Regions from separate parts of the Oryctolagus cuniculus genome. Here region 1 is linked to region 2. The links are chromatin contacts, called in public Hi-C maps. All regions are on one chromosome and are shown on one strand. The core of a region is the stretch at or near the end of the contact, and the rest is flanking DNA. Distances in the headings are between cores, read along the strand shown.

Region 1 (2,903 bases), core at 52-2,551, 310 kb after region 2:
AAAAAAAAAAAAAAAAAGAGAGAGAGAGAGAGACAAAGGAGTTAAAGTGTGAGTAGAACTGGAGAAATGAGATGGTCTCCAAGACACCCTCCTGAATCAGGTTTTAGGACCACATTCCTGTCTGCAACTCAACACTGGTTAAATGCTTTCCATCTGATGCCCGCTGGGTTAGCCCTTCACCTGCATCCTTGAATTGCTATATCATCCTGATGCTGCGGCTGTTATTCTCACTTTGAGAGAGGGAACGGAGTGAGGCTCTGGGAGGGCTCACATGGAGAAGCTGGGGTTTATAACCATGTAGGCTAAACTCGAAGTTCACGCTCTGTCGCTGTGCTTTTTTTTTTTTTTAAGATTTTTTATTTATTTGACAGGCAGAGTTATAGATAGTGAGAGAGAGACACAACCATCTGATGGTTCACCCCCAAATGGCCGCAATGGCTGGAGCTAAGCCGATCAGAAGCCAGGAGCCAGGTGCCTCTTCCTGGTCTCCTATGCAGGTGCAGGGGCCCAAGCACCTGGGCCATCCTCCACTGCCCTCCTGGGCCACAGCAGAGAGCTGGCCTGGAAGAGGAGCAACCAGGACTAAAATCGGCGCTCATATGGGCTGCCGATGCCGCAGGCGAAGGATTAACCTAGTGCGCCATGGTGCTGGCCCCGCTTTTTTTTTTTTTTTTTTTTAAGTTTTATTTATTTACTTGAAAAGCAGAGTTACAGAGAGGCAGAGAGAGAGAGAGGTTCTTCCATCTACTGGTTCACTCCCCAAGTATCTGTAACGGCTGGAGGTGCGCTAATCCGAAGCCAGGAGCTTCTTCTGGGTCTCCCACACAGGTGCAGGGGCCCAAGGACTTGGGCCATCTTCTACTGCTTTCCTAGGCCATAGCAGAGAGCTGGATCAGAAGTGGAGCAGCCAGGACTTGAACCAGCACCATATGGGATGCCAGCACTGCAGGCGGCGGTTTTACCCGCTGTGCCACAGCGCCAGCCCCTCTGTGCTGTTCTTAAGGCCGAGACAAAGGGGTGGGGCAGCCGGTGTCCTGTTAGAACCCGCCTGGAGTTATGTGGATGGCCGGGGCTACAGTTCCATTCAGTAGGCAGGAGAGCTATCAGCGACAGCCGAGTTCCTGCTGCTAGGAGAGGTGTCCATCAGTGGTGTGTGTTGCAGGGAGGATGAGGCAGGAGTGTGGCACCGCCCACCCACCATTACTCCTCAGAAGAGCTGGGGAAGACAGGGAGCTGTGGGGCTGAAAGCTCGTCCTGCTCTCCAGGGCCAGCGTGGGAAGCGTTGGCAGCAGCTGCTGCTGAGTAGCTGAGCACAGCCCGGGGGTGTAGCATCGAGTGGGGTTGTGGGTGGGGGCTGGGATCGCTCTAAGCAGAAGAGGCAGGGAGGGAGCCCAGTCTTTCTTTCCCAGCTGGACTCACACCACCACCTTTCCGGGAGCTGCCATTGCACTAAGCCTGCTGGAGAGAGGCAGGTGAAAACAAACAAACAAACAAACAAAACAAACAAACAACAACAAAAAAACAAGGGCAGCTGCTCCCCACACTGAAAACAACCCAAGTGCCCATCAGCTGGAACACGAGGAAGAAAAATGCCATCTCTCCTTCCAACGGGATACTATCCAACAATAAAAGCAGATGAACTATTGATATGTGCCATGACCTGGATGAACAGCAAAAATACAGTTCTCAGTGAGGGCTGCTGGAGGCGAAAAGACGACCACTGTGTGCAATTCCTCACGGTCAGACAGCAGATCAGCGGGTGCTTAGGGCTGAGACTGGAAGTGGGAATTAATACCTGGGAAGCCTGCGGTGACGGACCTGGTTAAAAACTGGATTGTGATGGTGGTTGCCCACCTACACATTTCCTGGAAGTCATAGACTAGTGTCGCTCCAGTGGGGGCGTTTTAGGTATGTAAGGCTGTTAAAACAACAAGGGAAACAACGAGGAAGACACAGAGTCAGCTCCTGCCTTCATTCTGTTCTAACACCGATTAGCTGTGTGACCTTGGCAAACTTGCTGAACCTCCTACCCCCCCCCCCCCTGCCCCGTGAGGAAAGATGGAGAGCTGCCCCCTGGTGGTGGGGTTGTTTTGAGGATTTAGATCAGCGATGTCCCGTGCCTTGCTGGCGCACAGTGTGTCCTCAGGGAACAGCAGTGCTGCAGTGATAGGGCACACATCTGTCAAGATCAGGGGTCACTTTAAATGTAGAATTCATGGGAAAAATCCTGTGCTACCAAATCCAGGAGTGAAGTCTCCCTCCCAGCTGGCTCTCACAGGGAAGGTTGGCTTCCTAAATCCCACTTGATATGCAGAATCCCCGCCCCCTCCCTCCCCGCCCCTGCTGTTTTTGCTTCTCCCCCTCCTCCCCCTAACGACTAGCCCGCCCCTTCCCGGGGCAGACACAAGGAACTCATCAGACATTCGAAGGCGAGGATGGCACATTTTTAACAATTGAGTTGTAAAGAAAAAAATAATCGAAATTAAATCCAGCAATTAAGTTCTAATTGCGCAATTACTTCACTTTGTGGCTCGGTGCCAGGGTTGGGAGACCGACTCCCACAAATGGTGTTTTGTGAAAACCAGGGAAAAGGGGAGGTGGGGGGAAAGGAGATGATATCTGGGGACCAGGGCACAAAGACATTTTAAAAAGAAGACATCTCGCCACTGAGTTGATGCCAACGTTCTGACAAGCAGGATTGTGGGGTGGGGGTCTTTTCAGAAGTAGAATGAGCAAATACACTGCGCTCTGGGCTTTCTTGAAGGAATTCCCACTGGCTTTTCTTCCAAGGAGGCCCTCTCTCTGCTGGCCTGAGGTGAGTGCCCGTCTGCTCAGATCTCAGGTTGGAGACCCTCTCTGCAGCCCCGGGGTGGACCCTCTTCTGTTTAGACTTGGAGTGGGAG
Region 2 (2,787 bases), core at 159-2,658:
GCCTGGAAGAAGCTCCTGGCTCCTGGTTTTGGATCAGCATAGCTCCAGCCTTTGTAGCCATCTGGGGAGTGAACCAGCAGATGGAAGACCTCTGTGTGTGTGTGTGTGTGTGTGTGTGTGTCTATTTTGGTAACTGTCTCTTTCAAATAAATAAAATACATCTTTGAAAAACATTAGAAATTATATATTGAAATATAGTTAGAAATAAATGCTAAAAGGGCAAAACTGAACTGCAATAAAGTTGAACAAAGAGACAGTAAATGAAATGGATCACTCAATCCAGCAAAACATCTAGATCACATTTCTCAAAGTGGTTTCACGGAAAGTTAATGTTTCTTATACAACAGGAAAGTCTGTGTTGAAATAAGTTAGAAAGCATTGAATTGGTCAGGCATCTTTATTACAGGATGTCTCCAATAATTTAACAGACCCATGTGTACTGTAAAACCCCCTGGGAAATATGCAGTGCTTCTCAACCCAAAACTCTTATCAAAGAGCAAGGCATGGGATTACAGTTTCAGTCTCACACTTCGATACCCTTGTTCCCAGGCAGGAAAGAACCAGACCCATAGGACATGACAACTGTTGTGCAGGGTGTTCACAGATGAAAGAACCGAAGTGGCTTGTACAATCTATGTTCCTGGCACTGGCTGACGTCAGAGCAGAAGTAGGCGCCCCAGCTGGGCTGCAGGACTTCCCAACCGTCTGGGTCTGGAAGGGGTCACTTGGCCTTAAGGGCCCCAGCACGTGGAGGTGAGCAGAGACTCAGAGGCAACGTGATACTGAAGAATGTCAAAACGATTCAAGACCTAATATTTTGTATGAAACAGCTAGGCAGAATGGGACAATCTGGATGAAAAATGGTAAATCAAAGACGAGTGGAAGGGGTCAAAGGAGTGGGGGAGGGTTTCCCAGATTCTCTGAGTCAAGGAAAGAGCCTGCAACTGCTTTTCACAACCACCTCCAGATCTGGGCCTAGGGTTCCGTAGGCTTCTGGGAGGAAGAGCACGTGGACAGAGGGCTGTGAATGATGATCTTACAACAGTGTTTGTCTTATGCCTGTAAAACCTTTGCCATTGTTTTATTTGCTGCTCTTTTAATTTAAGCTAACTTAAAAGTAAATTCATAGTATGTCCATAGAAAAATGTCTCTACCTCTCAGGAGGCGTATGTGTTGGTTCTGGTAGCTACTTAACACTCTGTGATCTAGTTCCCTCAGCTGTTAACTAAGGACATGATGGTTATTACCCAGTAGGACTGATGTGAGAAGTAAAGGAGGCCATATATGGATGAGGGAGGAACAGTAATTCTCCCCAAACACTACAATTCCTCTCATAGGTGGAGCCACAACACAGTTCAAACCAATGAACTAAAACCTCTGGGGAAGCTGTGAGAAGTCTTCATGTGACTGTCTGGTCTCTCTCTTGCCCTGCTATGGAAAACCCCACTGAGAAGGAGAAGCCTCCATCTGCTCTGCTTAAGTGTCTGAGCCACTGTTAACAGAAAGAGATGAGGAAGTGAGGAGTTACATGGGCTAACGGGCAGTTAGGTTAGTTAACGGCACTTAGCGTTACCAACGCTAGACAGGATTGTAATCCCCACCTTCTGATTAGCTGTTGTTCTGCTCCTCTCCTGATTGGTTAAATATAGGTTTGGTTTTCAGAAAGGGGCCAATCAGACAGATATTTCATGTTTACAAAGTGCAGACACTGGCAAGCTTCTTTGGCAACTCCTCCCTTGGAGCTCCTCTCCTGACTGCTGCTGCAGGAAGTTCCTCACTTTCAATAAATCTTGCCTTGCTCACCATCCCCGTCTGTGTGGAAATTCTTCTTCTAGGTGAGACAAGAACTGAGGTTGCTGTCATTACTATGTGGAACAGATCTTCTCCCTAATACAAAGAGGAAATAAACCTCGACCATGTAAAGCCACAGAGATTTGAGCATTAATATTTTACTGAAGCACATTCTTGTCTATCCTAACCAGTACAGCATGGAGGTGCCTAAGACAGTGTCTTGAATATATTTAGCACAATATAAACGTAAGCTATTGGGGCTGGCATCGTGGTATAGTAAAGCTGCTGCCTGTGACACTGGCATCCCATATGAGTGCTAGTTCATGTCCTGGCTGCTCCACTTCTGATCCAGCTTCCTGCCTGGGAAGGCAGTGGAAGACAGCCCAAGTGCCTTGGGCCCTTGCTATCCACATGTGAGACCTGGAAGAAGCTCCTGGCTCCTGGTTTCAGCCTGGCCTAGTGCTGGCTGTTGCAGCAACCCAGGGAATGAACCAGGTGGAAGATCTCTGTCTCTTGCCTCTTTCTGTAAATCTTGATTTTCAAATAAATAAATATTTTTTAAAATGCAAACTATTATTACACATATAAGCAATAGTAACCATAAGAATAAAAATAATGGGACAAGCATTTGGTCTACCCATTAAGAGGCTGGTTAAGATGCCTGTGTAGCATATCAAGAGTGTCTGGGTTTCAGTTCTGAACTCTAGCTCCTGAGTCTAACCTCTTGCTGGAGCAGACCCTGTAGGCAGCAGTGATGGCTCCAATAATTGGACTCTGCCATTAAGAGCTACCTGGATTGAGTTTCCAGGTCCCAGCTTCAGGCTGGATTAGCCCCAGCTGTTGGCAGACATTTGGGGAGCAGGCCAGTGGATGGGAGCACTCTTGTCTCTCCCTCTCATATAAAAAACATTTTAAAAATAAAATAATGAACTTTACCTTCCTGAAAGCTCTATGAGCAAGACCAGCTGTTCTTTTTTTTGCAGAAGAGGTATGGAT

Evidence for each region. A called contact is a pair of places that touch in the nucleus more often than the background predicts.
Region 1: a contact with region 2 is called in a Hi-C map of an unstated tissue, with 4 times the contacts expected there. The contact joins two enhancer-like sites. A contact is called at or near these places in 2 of 6 Hi-C or Micro-C datasets (ear pinna and an unstated tissue).

What each region holds. Positions count from the first base shown.
Region 1 is chr6:156,158,955-156,161,857 of mOryCun1.1, forward strand. No RefSeq gene overlaps it. Among named protein-coding and RNA genes, the nearest start is that of ASAP1, 59 kb to the left of the region's middle. Within about 2 kb of position 1,302, at least 2 of the 8 cell types and tissues checked have an H3K27ac peak or open chromatin away from gene starts, as enhancers often do.
Region 2 is chr6:155,848,218-155,851,004 of mOryCun1.1, forward strand. The region is part of intron 5 of ASAP1 (ArfGAP with SH3 domain, ankyrin repeat and PH domain 1); the gene reads right to left. Among named protein-coding and RNA genes, the nearest start is that of CYRIB, 150 kb to the left of the region's middle. Within about 2 kb of position 1,409, at least 1 of the 8 cell types and tissues checked has an H3K27ac peak or open chromatin away from gene starts, as enhancers often do.